2 separate regions of the Capra hircus genome follow, and region 1 is linked to region 2. Evidence: chromatin contacts called from public Hi-C data. All regions are on one chromosome and are shown on one strand. Each heading gives the region's core, a stretch centred on a gene start, on an enhancer-like site or on the middle of the called end of the contact. The rest is flanking DNA. Distances are from core to core; before and after follow the strand shown.

What was found. A called contact is a pair of places that touch in the nucleus more often than the background predicts.
Region 1: a Hi-C map of blood shows a contact between it and region 2, with 4 times the contacts expected there. The contact joins the enhancer-like site here to the promoter of CXCR4 in region 2. A contact is called at or near these places in 2 of 5 Hi-C or Micro-C datasets (both in blood).

What each region holds. Positions count from the first base shown.
Region 1 is chr2:75,226,424-75,232,910 of ARS1.2, reverse strand. No RefSeq gene overlaps it. Among named protein-coding and RNA genes, the nearest start is that of TRNAT-AGU, 190 kb to the left of the region's middle. Within about 2 kb of position 3,315, at least 2 of the 5 cell types and tissues checked have an H3K27ac peak or open chromatin away from gene starts, as enhancers often do.
Region 2 is chr2:74,976,464-74,982,784 of ARS1.2, reverse strand. CXCR4 (C-X-C chemokine receptor type 4) reads left to right here and starts at 2,396. Exons shown (of 2, transcript XM_005676186.2): 1 at 2,396-2,515; 2 at 4,514-6,086. The coding sequence starts at 2,501. The coding sequence ends at 5,560.

The DNA.
Region 1 (6,487 bases), core at 2,066-4,565, 250 kb before region 2:
AGCCTTTGTCCATCTGTACTTCCTGAAAGCTCACAGAGCCAAGAAGAGGAGCACCCAATAATGGTTTGGAGTGGGGGAATCACAATGACTGCTGTTTACACAGCATAATAACACAGCTTCAGCTTCAAGGAAGAGTGCCCCTTGCTGGCTCACGACAGCCAAGCAAAGGAAGCAAAGAAAGAGAAACGCTTGTATGAGGCAGAGGGCCCCTAGTTCTAGTTTAGTCATTTGTCCCAGTGATTTATAGAGGGGCTGTTCCTACAGCATTTTCACTCCAATAATGAGTCATTTATGGCAGATTCCACAATGCTTGCTGCCATAATGCCCGGCAAGAAGACCCGTGGAACACTTTCTCCCACAGAAGATTTCCCTCCACATCTGGAATGCTAAAACCCTGAGACGTTCAGGTGTCCTTCCCAGGGGCACAGGCTCCAGCCATGAATTGTAGTGGGTCAGCCTGACCACCAGAGGGTGCCCTGTGGTCACTTTTCCCTCTCCTTCAGCTCTAGCTTGGCATCCCTCCTGAGTCTGGACAGAACCAAACGTCAAGTGCATCACATAAATTAATACTAATGGTTTTTTGTATTTTGTTTTCTTAAGAATGTCTCTTGGGATGATGTCTGACTCTCACCATACATAATTATTTTCTTTTGGCAATGCCGTTTGACCCATGCTATTGTGTACCCTAACCAAGGAATAATTCTCTGAACATTGTGCTTTCACGACGACAGCTGCTCGTTTCGTAAACCACTTATTTCAAAACAGTACACTGTTCAAATCTCTGTGACTCCAGGATGCCAGAGAACAAGGACAGAAGTGACCCTCTTCAGCTAAATCAGGGCTCATAGCTCTGACATGACGGTCATTGCTACGGGTTTTCCATCCCAAAGGTCTGATCCCCACCGATATCCTATCTGCTCTTCTATCACAGGCCTTTCCAGGCATCTTCCTCTAATGGGAAGATAATGATGCCTAGCACCATGGGTCACAGAGAGCTTTCAGCTATGTTAAGGGAATGAACAGGTTTCATCATTCCTGCAACAAAAATCTCCATTTACAAGCTGGGTGTAATTCCCTTGGTCTATGGCATGGACCTGAGTTTTCTCCGTGTAAAACTTACTGGTCCATCAGAATGGATGACAGTTTCCCTTCTTTTCTCAGCCATCATTTTCCTCTCTGATCTCTCTCTGGAGCCTCCCAAGTCACAACACCAATCAGTGGGCAGTGCGCTCATATGTAATTCTTTCTGGGTTTCAACATATTTTCATTGCATTATCACACTGGCATCTCATAATAATACAAAGTGGAGGTGAAGTGAGAGAGTACTCATGAACTTTTTCAGTTCTCCGAAGCAACATCAGTTGGTTTGTTCTGTATTCCCATATTGTATATCCCTTTATGATAAATATGTTCACGCTGTTGTCATTGTTTATTTACCAGGTTCTACCACTGAGCACTTCCCTAAGGCAGGGACCAGATCTATCTGGCATGCATATTAAGTTGCTTCAGTCATGTTCCACTCTTTGTGACCCCGTGGACTGTGGCCTCGGGACAGCCTCCTCTGTCCATGGGATTCTCCAGGCAAGAATAGTGGAGTGGGTTGCCATGCCCTCCTCCAGGGGATCTTTCCCACCCAGGGACTGAGCCCGAATCTCCTATGTTTCCTGCATTGGCAGGTGGGTTCTTTACCTCTAGTGCCACCTGGGATCTATCTTACCGCCTTTCTATCTCCAAAGCTTTGCACAGTACTTGACATACAATTAGTACTGAATAAATGTTCATTTGAAATATGACACTCATTTGACAATTAAGGTTATCAGTCTCCCAGGCGGGGCAAGTGTACCACACGCCATATCCACTGCCTGAAATGAGTAATGGAAGAACCTGCGTTAGCACACGGGTCCAACTAGAGGAATAAACAGTCAGTGGGAAAATATGCATTGGATACTGACTTTAGAACAAGCATCCTGATAAATGCAGAAGATTTATTAAAGAGACATGATCAAAGACCTAGATTTCCATCCAGTGATTAGAGTGGTCCTTTAACTTCTGTGGATTTCAGCTTTAACTTATTCAGGATGAGCAGTCTGGAGCATAAGCTCTATAAAGGCTCACACAGATGTATCCACATATCTGGCTTTTTCAATGGCCCATCAATATTCTTTTATTATTATTATTTTGGCCCACTGTGGGGCATGTGGGGTCTTAGTTTCCCAACCAGGGACTGCAGCTGCGTCCTCTGCATTGCAAGGCAGATTCTTAACCACTGGACCACCAGGAAAGCCCTCCCTCAGCAATATTCTTTTTGGGCAGATGCTACATGTACATTTGCACACAGATGAACAGACACAGGTGTCACCGGTGTAACAAGACAACATGTCATATCGCCAAGAGGAATCAAGGTGGAACGAGCAGTCCAGACACCTTGAGAAATGTCTAGGAGACGAGAGCTCAGGGAGCAGAAGGCTGCACACAAACCGGACTAGCGTGTGAGTCAGGAGTGACTGAGGAGGGAGGTAAATGAATCGAGAGGGAAGTCCATTGAGTGTGTATTGAGGACAGACAATAGTATCAGGAAGCAGGGAATGGCTTTTCCCACAGTAAATGCCTGTCTGTGAAAAGAAGATTTATGTTTAAAAAAAAAAAAAAAGCTGCCTCCACTTCTGTTCAATATCTCTCATCTGAACTCACTCCCATTTCATTTCTTTCTGCTTGTACACTAAGTTGCTTCAGTCGTGTCTGCGTCTTTGCGACCCTATGGACTGTAGCCCACTAGACTCGAGTGTCCGCAGGAGTCTCCAGGCAAGAATACTGGAGTGGGTCGCCATGCCCTCCTCCAGGGGATCTTCCCAACCCAGGGATCAAACCCCTGTTTCTTGCATCTCCTACATTGGCAGGCAGGTTCTTTACCACTAGCGCCACCTGCTGCTGAACCTCAAATCTAGATGAGGTTTTACCCCGCTGTACAGTCTCATACCATTCTGAACTTTTACTTTATGGCAAAAATCTCAGTTACACCCGTATGGAGGGTATTGTTTGTCTGTTGCCTTTTTTCCTACGAGATTAAGAGGTCTCTGAAAGCAAGACTTGACCTATTTGTTCATTGTTGAATCCCCCTCAAACCTAGAATATAGTTAAGTACTTATAATAAATGTGCAATTAATAAATGAAAATTAGCCAAATTTGGAAAGTGGGTCCCTGTCTAAATGGCAGGGCTGCTTTGTAGGCCCCAGTTGCTGTGGCTGAGCTTATCCCCAAGTCAAGTGAGGACATTACTGACAGGTGCAAACACAGCCTGCCCTGCAAACCTGGACCTGGACCAGCAGCTGGAGAAACACTACCAAGGAGTTTCATCAGCAGCCGGTCTCTGGCTGCTCACCACATGCCCTCCCCGTTTCCTCTCAGCCCAAACAGAAGATTACACTCCCTTCCAAACAAACTTCTGATGAGCTTCAGACCCCTCCCAGCCCTCCTCAGATGCACTAAATCAAGCATCCTGCCTCCAACCCATCCTGTAGTGAATGACATTGTCTGCACACACCCAAAACCCCCACCTGCGCAAGTGGATGCGTGCATCTCAGTCATGTCTGACTCTCTGTGGCCCCGTGGACTGTAGCCCACCAGATTCCCCAGCCCATGGAATCTTCCAGGCAAGAATACTGTAGTGGGTTGCCATTTCCTATTCAAGGGGATCTTCATGACCCAGGGATCAAAGTCATGTCTCCTGCATTGGCAGGTGGCTTCTTTACCACCGAGTCACCTGAGAAGCCCTGCACATCCCTGGAGCAATTTGTTTTTAAAAGAGCTGAAGCAACTCATTCTCAGAAAGCAGAGGTGACCTTGTGAAGGTCACACAGCTAAAAACTCATACAACGGAGCAGAAAAAAGCAAAGCTCTTTATCATCACATGAGTTACTATGCAGTGCTCACCATCAACCAGTCATTTTGCTAAAGGCTTCCTTATTTCGATCCTGTGAATCCTTACAATACCCTGTGAGATACATCTATCATCAATCCAAATTTATAGTAAGACCAGAGTCACAGATTTGTTACATCTCCAGCCCAAAGTCGTTCAGCTTGAAGTCAAAGCTCTGGATTCTGCTGTTAGTTATTCAGTCAGGTCTGACTTTGTGACCTCCTGGACTACAGCCCTCCAGGCTCCTCAGTCCATGGGATTCTCCAGTCAAGAATAATGGAGTGGGTTGCCATTCCCTTCTCCAGGGGATCTTCCTGACCCAGGGATCCAACCCCAGTCTCCCACACTGCAGGCAGATTCTTTACCATCTGAGCCACCAGTGGCTCCTAACTCAGGCTCCTAAATCCTGGATTCTAACTCAGGACCAAATCTGACCCCATGGCCTAAACTCTTTCCCCTGCATATTCGTCACACAGATACTGAGATGACATCTTCCCTAGCTTCTCACTCACTCACTCAGTTACAAACTCCTTAAGCAATGGGGCTACATTGTAGGAAAAGTGCCCCGTGATAAAAAGTGTTTGATGGGAGGATTCATGCATAGGGGTCTTTCTTCAGAAAAATTACAAATCCAGTCTCCAGTGTCCCATATCCACTCTTCCCATTTTTTCCAGACATGGCCTCTCTTTCTTGCTCTCCCATTCACATCAGAGACTGGACCTTTGATGCCTCTGCAGAGGCCTCCATTCAGGTCTTCCCTTCCTCCTTCCAATTGCTTCCCCACCACTCTTGAACTCAGTCATTTTTCCAGGAGGAGTGCCTCCAGCAAACTCAGCACCTGTAGCTAGCACATGCCTACCCTGCATATAGATCATGGTAGGTGCACAATTCAAGCACATCTTATTCACAATCTCTTTACAATCCAAGTGCATCTCACTTCAGCCAAGTCTTTACTATTAGTTCTGCAGTAAAGTCTCATTTGGTTCTCCAACACAACTATCAGATGCTGCTGCTCTTGGCCAGCATTTCTGTCATCCTGGGAGTAACAGGACTCTCACAGCCCTGGGGGCGCCCCCTACCCGGGGCTCCTGTACTCACATTTTAACTGAGAAGAAGGCCAGAGCATGGAAGCTGTAGGTATAGATGCTTTCCTCCTTGCATTGTCCTGCCCAGCCCTCTGAAACCAAGAGCTTAGAAATAGCTTCGATATATTGAGCACCTACTGTATACCTTCCTTCCTTTTTCCATTTGACCCTTAAATACACTCCATGAGTAGACAGTACTGTCCTAAATTTACAGGTGAAGAAAATGAGATCCAGAGAGATCAAGATAGCTTCCCAGAAGATATAAAGGATTTGGAAGTCAGCTTTGCCTGACCCCAGAACTTATAGTATCAGTCACCACACTAAGCTGCTTCATCCACTCTCTCTAAAAGACTTAAGATTTTGCAAAGCAAAATCCAGCTCTCCCCTTGCCAGACAATGCTGGCTAGAAGATCAATCCAGGGCACTGTGTATAGACAGCACACAGAAGAGACTGCATATGACATGCACGCAGACATTTGTGTTCTAATCTGCAATAAGACTTCTGCTCCCAGCTCTCAGGTTTCTTCCCGTATAATTGTTCCCACAAACCCAGTTTGATTTGCTGCTCCTCTTATTTATTCTTTGAATTAGGATTGTTTAGCTTCATTGGACCAACCAAACTTACAAATGGCAAATTAAACCAGAGGACAATGTACTACACACACACACTATTGATGAGGCAGAGACAAGGCAGAGCACGAAGCAGGCCTTTAAACACACGGCCGACATTTCTGCGAATATTGATGATTCTCTCTAAGGCTTTTTAATAATCGCTTGTGTGTTTTGGCTTTCGAACTGCCTAACCTTTGGGTGATGAAATCACAGCATGTTATTTTAATCTCTTTATAATAGACTGAAGTTCAATTCAAATAAATATGTCTCCTGAGTGCCCGCACCAAGAGGCAGGAAGGGTCTGGAAGCAGGTCTTACTGTCTGCCACAAGGATCTGAAAAAGCTGAACTGCCCCCTCCAGCTGAAATTTACAAGGGCTACTGGGTCTGCTGCTCTTTTGTATAAGCCAGGGTTCCCAAACTGTGGTCCCCAGACTGGCAGCATCGCCATCACCTGAGAAATCGTTAGAAATGCCAATTCTCAGGCCTTCACTCAGACTGACCCTACATCCACATCACCCATTAGTAGCCACTGAATAAATATGCTCACTGAGTGCAAGAAGAGGGATGAGGACAGTGGAGAGCCACACGAATGGATGCTGAGTGTCACCTGCTTCCCATCCGTCCAGTGGAGGCTTCTATTCCCCAGCACAGTGATGCTCTAATACGACCTGCCTCTGAGTCATCTGAAAACAGATTTCTGTGCTCCACCCAAGAGTTTCTGACTCAGCAGGTCTGGGCTGAGGGCCAAGAACACACATGATAACAAGTTCCCTGATGCAGACGCTGCTGCTGGAGCTGGTTTGGGGACCACACTTTGAGAACCTCTGTCCCAGAGATAGGATTTGCCTCTTTCCAATTCCAGACTCTCTTTC
Region 2 (6,321 bases), core at 1,147-3,646:
GTTTTTTGCAAAGTCCTCTTTCCTTAGGATAAGCTTCTATAGGTAGAATTACTGTTCTAAGATTCCTACTAGATATAAAACATTTTCCACGAAGAAGTCCAACCCACATTCCCCCAGGACACAAGCAAGAGACAGTTGGTCTTATCAAATCCTGAGACCCAATAATATCTTTGGAAAGAAGATTTTTTTCCCTAAGTTGACAGTCATGAAATAGCATTTCATTGTTCTCTTAACTATCTTCTTCCTTCTAGCAATATACCTAAAAGGATCTAAAGGAGTTCTCAGATAAAGGATAGGAGCTTTCTTTTGTCTGCAGACAATCAACAAATATTTAATGTGCAAATCATTTTACTCTGGATTTATCCTCTCTCCTCTTTTTGAGTGGGTTTGGGAGATTCTGCTTTTCAGGTTTTAGCCATTGTGAAGATAAGAGTCGGAGGTACAATGCAGCTGACATTCTGAGTCAAAACACTGATTCTGCCACTACCAAGCTTCTTGAAAATCAAGCCATGGAACCTGTCTGAAATTCCAGCCCTTCAGCAGATAGAATGCCTGTCCTACCTAGCTTATGAAAATGTGAAGGTACTGATGTCTTATTAATGATTTTAAGTGCTTTTAAGACTTTTTAAAAAACCTGCATAACATTATGATTGACTGTATCCAATCATTATTGCAACCTAAATTGACAATTTGTGAGTCTGAGTGAACTCTGGGAGTTGGTGATGGACAGGGAGGTCTGGCGTGCTGCAATTCATGGGGTCGCAAAGAGTCGGACACGACTAAGCGACTGAACTGACTGAACTGAACTGAGAAACTCCAATATCAGCTTTCAGTGTATGAGGACCTTCACTGGCAAATATTAGGGAATGGGTCCAGAAAGAAGATAAAAATTATGCTCTGCGAAGAAATGATTCCCAGTCTACACATTGTCTCGGGAATATCTCCAGATTGCAAGATTTTCTCTGGAAGAAAAGAAAGTGGTGCTTAGGGTCTAGTCTGGGCAAGCCTTTTTCTGGCGACGGTCCCAGGGTGGGAGGTGTCTGAGGCCCTCCTGGTAACGCAACCACTGCTCCCGCCAGTCGCCGCAGAAACTCACACCTCGGTCCCCGCTGTCACTCACTCCTGCAGTCACCCTCGCCTGCCTCACTATTTACCGGCCCCGCCCCTCACTTGGTCCCCTCCCCATCCAGGCTCTGCGTGCGGGCGGGAGGGAAGTGGCGCGAGACTGGAAAGCACTGTCTGAGCGACCACTGCAAACCCCAGCCGTCTGAGACACCTTTAAGCGTCCAGCCCCCACTCTTATTCCACCCTGCCCAGCTCTCCAACCGAATTTCTTACTGTTGCCAACGCTTGTTCTCCACATTAGGTTGGACAGCGGATGTGAGGCCAGTAGATCTGGGTTTGAGTCAGGCTTGTCATCTCCGGGCAACCCTGGAATTTCATGTCTGCGGATCTGCTTCTTGTTTCCTCCGCATGGGGGCCTTGTCAGGTTCACCGCTGTTTCCCCAGCTCCTAGAGCAGTGCGTGGCATGCAGTCAGCCCTCACTAAATTATCTGTTGACTAAATGCATCTCTGTAATGATAACACCTACAGGGTGTTGTGAGAATGAATGAATCTGTGCAGCTACCTGGTGACATGTTAGGGAAGTACTCTTCGCTGAGTATCTCTTATAACACAGCACAACTCTTTTAAAAGCACTATTCACGAACTGGTTACCTGGGAACACACATCTACTTCTCTATCACAATCTCCCTCCAGAATTATGCCAAATCATCCGACCTTCGTCTGAAAATGTTTTCTGATTGTCGACACCTGACTCTAGCACTATTACGGTGGATGTGCATGTCTAGTTATATATAGTTGTGCTCTGAAGAAAGAATCTTTACTTGTTTCATTTTCTGAATGAACTGCATCTGCTCAAAGAGCAGGGAATGGACTCAAGATATTGGACCCACTGCTAGCATTGCCGCCTACTGGTCGGGTTTCTCCGGCAAGTCACTTCCCCTCTCTGGACCTCAGTGTCTTCATCTGTAGCTTTCCCGGGTCAGCAATACCACCCACGTGAGCAAGGACAGACGCGCCACACAGGGCGCGTCAATCGCCCGCGCTTTCCACCTCCTCCAAGCGCATCCTGCTTTCCCAACTTGGGACACGCCTCCAGGATGAGCTTCCCAGCTTAAGACTCACGAGGTGACCGCGAGGTAGAGCTAAAGGTAACCGCTGAGGGCCTCCCAGGCTTACGCTGCCAGAGTGCCTACCCCTCCGCCCCTCCCTCGCGTCCCCCGCCCCCGCGTCTGCCCCTCTCCTCCACCCCGCCTTTCTCCCCGCCCTGCCCTCCCGCCCACCGGCACGGCGCATGCGCCGCCCGCGGAGCGTGTTTTTATAAAAGTCCAGCTTCGGCCAGAAACTTCAGTGTGTTGGCTGTGGCAGCAGGTAGCAAAGTGACCCTGAGGACTTGAGTAGCCGGTAGCCCCCGCGGCTGGAGAGCAAGCGGTTACCATGGAAGGGATCCGTGTAAGTCCAGTTTCAACCTGTTTTTACTTAAACGTGCAAACACCTGAATTTATAGCGCAACCGCTCTCTGAGTGGGCCGGAGCAACCAGACTATTGCAGGTGCCAGTGCCCCGGAGAAAGGGTGTAGAAAGGAGATTTCGTGCGCTTGGCTACAGGAGGGGTGAGGCATGCTGGACTGAAATCTTTTTCTAAGTAGAAGGAGAAAAGATTGGGACGACCGTTTCAATGGTTGCGTGTATCTCCCCCTGAGTTCTGCGGCGCGCGCCGGTTTTGCACGCTGTTTGCAAACAGAAGAACACTGTGGAAAAGTGCAGAGATGTGTGCTCTGCCAGAGACCGTGGGTCTCTTCCTCGAGGGAGCGGGGGTTTCTTTTGGAGCAGATAACACGATCTGAATTTGCAGGTGGAGGGCGGTACTCCCGGGCAGAGTTACCAGAGGCGTTGGGCGCGTGTTCACTAAACTCCGCTACCCGCGGAGTTGTGCCAATGGCTGGGCACTTGTCGCTCAGTTGAGCTGTCTGCGCGTTGGTCGCAGCAGGGAGGTACCGGGAACAGCCCGCGCGCCTTGGGATCGAGGGAGAGACTTCGCGGGCGTCGCCAGCGCCGCGAGTGGGCTCCTGGGTTCTGGAGTTTTGGGGTCGTGCAGAAGTTAAAGGAGTATAAATGGTCACAGGGCAGCAGCACCCCGAGGTGTGCGCGGCGGGGACTGGGGGTGGAATGAGGGGCTGGAAGGGCACCTGGGCCGCCGGTGGTTGCGGTGCAGACAGGCAGGTGCAAGTGGAAGACGGTTTGCCTCTCACCGCGCCCAGTAGCGCCATTCAACCGTCGGTGGTTTCCTGGAACCTTTTGAAAACCCCTTACTAGGGAGGCTTTTCGTTTCCCCCAGCGGCGGGCGATTCAAAGGCTCCCGCGGCGGAGACGCCCAACCTCTCCCCAGCACCCAGTAGTACTTGCCCCTGGCGTGCGGCGGGGCCAAACCGCTGCAACCGCAGTGGGCGGCCGGCAGGCGTGGGCTTGGTGGACAGCCGGGAGTGACGGAGCTGGACCACCCTGTCCCCAGCGTGCCCTCCGCCCGGAGGCTTCCCACTACAGACCTCCCACCTCTTTTACTGCATCCTTGGCGGCATGGGAAGCGACTTGGGAGAGTGAGGAAATGAAACTTGGGGCGAGGACCACGGGTGTAGACCCCGTGACTTTCCCCTCCCATTAAAATTCTGTGCTCGCTAACGTCCCAAACGCGCCAAGTGATAAACAGGGGTTTGGCAAAGAAACAAACGCCCCTGAAGAGCGCCCATGAGCGGGCGTCGGGGCGGTTACCCACTTCTGACAATCCTGCCCCCAAGCACCAAAGCCCTTCATTCAAGGCCGCATTCTCCTTCCTCACTACGTGTTGCTTGAAGTGCAGAATGATAAGTGTTTAGACAGTCGTGGAGAAAACAGTGTTTTATGCCTTAGAATAAGAATCTTTGAGACACTCCGCCCTTTCACACACACACCCCCCAGTGCTTCTTGCTCCCGGCTTCCCTATCCTGGCGAATCTTCGTTGAGAAAGTTAATCCCAGCCCCTCAGAACACGAGATTCTTCCCCCACTCCCACCCACGCTCCCACGCCGCCTTTGTGTTTTGTTTTGTTTTTTTGCCCCGGAGGTTTTTTCTTCTCTCCAGTGGGCGGGGCAAAAGAGTTAGCGAGGATGTAACTTAGGAAACCGAAGAATCTCATCGCCGTTTTGTTTTAAACAAAGAGTTTTGTAATTGGTTCTCCTAAAGAGGGATGTAATGAAGTGACTTGTGGGGGAAGATGGGAGGAGATCCGCAGGAGTCTAGAATTCCCTTATGCTTTTTACCCTGGTACTTTAGTGAGAGCAGAATTTCCTGAAGAAAGCTGGACTGAGTTGGTTTTTACAAATTGCTTTTTTTAAATACCAGAAACATTGTTTTGAACTTGGAGAATACCTGCTGAACTTGAAAGTGAATGTCTATTCCCTTGCCTGTTTTTCAGATATTCACTTCCGATAATTACACCGAGGATGACTTGGGCTCAGGTGACTATGATTCCATGAAGGAACCCTGCTTCCGGGAGGAAAATGCCCATTTCAACCGGATCTTCCTGCCCACTGTCTACTCCATCATCTTCCTAACTGGCATAGTGGGCAACGGATTGGTCATTCTGGTCATGGGTTACCAGAAGAAACTAAGGAGCATGACGGACAAGTACAGACTGCACCTGTCTGTGGCGGACCTCCTCTTTGTCCTCACACTTCCCTTCTGGGCGGTTGATGCTGTGGCAAACTGGTACTTTGGGCAGTTCCTCTGCAAGGCAGTCCATGTCATCTACACCGTCAACCTCTACAGCAGTGTCCTCATCCTGGCCTTCATCAGTCTGGACCGGTACCTGGCTATCGTCCATGCCACCAACAGTCAGAGGCCAAGGAAGCTGCTGGCTGAAAAGGTGGTCTATGTTGGTGTCTGGCTACCCGCTGTCCTGTTGACTATTCCTGATCTCATCTTTGCCGACATCAAGGAAGCGGATGAGAGGTACATCTGTGATCGCTTCTATCCCAGTGACCTGTGGCTAGTGGTGTTTCAGTTTCAGCACATCGTGGTCGGCCTTCTCCTGCCTGGTATCGTCATCCTGTCCTGCTACTGCATTATCATCTCCAAGCTGTCCCACTCCAAGGGCTACCAGAAGCGCAAGGCCCTCAAGACCACAGTCATCCTCATCCTGACTTTCTTCGCCTGCTGGCTGCCCTACTACATTGGGATCAGCATCGACTCCTTCATCCTTCTGGAAATCATCCAGCAAGGGTGTGAGTTTGAGAGCACTGTGCACAAGTGGATTTCCATCACCGAGGCCCTAGCTTTTTTCCACTGCTGCCTGAATCCCATCCTCTATGCCTTCCTTGGGGCCAAATTTAAAACCTCTGCCCAGCATGCACTCACCTCTGTGAGCAGAGGGTCCAGCCTGAAGATCCTCTCCAAGGGCAAGCGAGGTGGACATTCTTCTGTCTCAACCGAGTCTGAATCTTCCAGTTTTCACTCCAGCTAACACTGGACTTTTATACATTAAAGAACTTTTTTTTGAAGTTACACATGTTTTCAGATGTAAAAGACTGACCGACACTGTACAGTTTTTATTGACTGTTGGATTTTTTTCTTGTGTTTGTTTAGTTTTTGTGAGGTTTAATTGACTTATTTATATAAATATTTTGTTTCATGTTGATAAGCGTCTAGGCAGGACCTGTGGCCAAGTTTTGAGTTGCTGTATGTCACTGTAGGACCGTAGAAAAGGGAACTGAACATCCCAGTGCGTATAGTGGAATCACTTAGGCTAGAAATGGTTCTCAGCTGTTTGTAAATAAATGATCTCTCCATTCCAGTGGAACATTTTCTTTTTCCTGTTCTTAAATTCTTTGGTTACACCATGTGATTTTGCTGTAGAAGATGGCATTTATAGCCAAAGCCTGAAGTGATATGGAAATGCTGGTTTTTCAGTTTTCAGAAGTGGATTGATTTCCACACCTACAATGTACAGCCTTGTATTAAGTTGTTAATAAAACTACATGATAAACCTAGTTAATGTTATGTTCTGATTTCTGTTGACATTCCTTTGGCTGGCAGAAGTCAAAAATAACAATAATAGATACATGTATATCATGTCAGAGCTGTCCTAGGTGTTTAGTTGTCATATTTTACTTAATGCTTATCACAACCCTGCTGCTACTGCTAAGTCACTTCAGTCGTGTCCGACTCTGTGCGACCCCAGAGACGGCAGCCCAACAGGCTTCCCCGTCCCTGGGATTCTCCAGG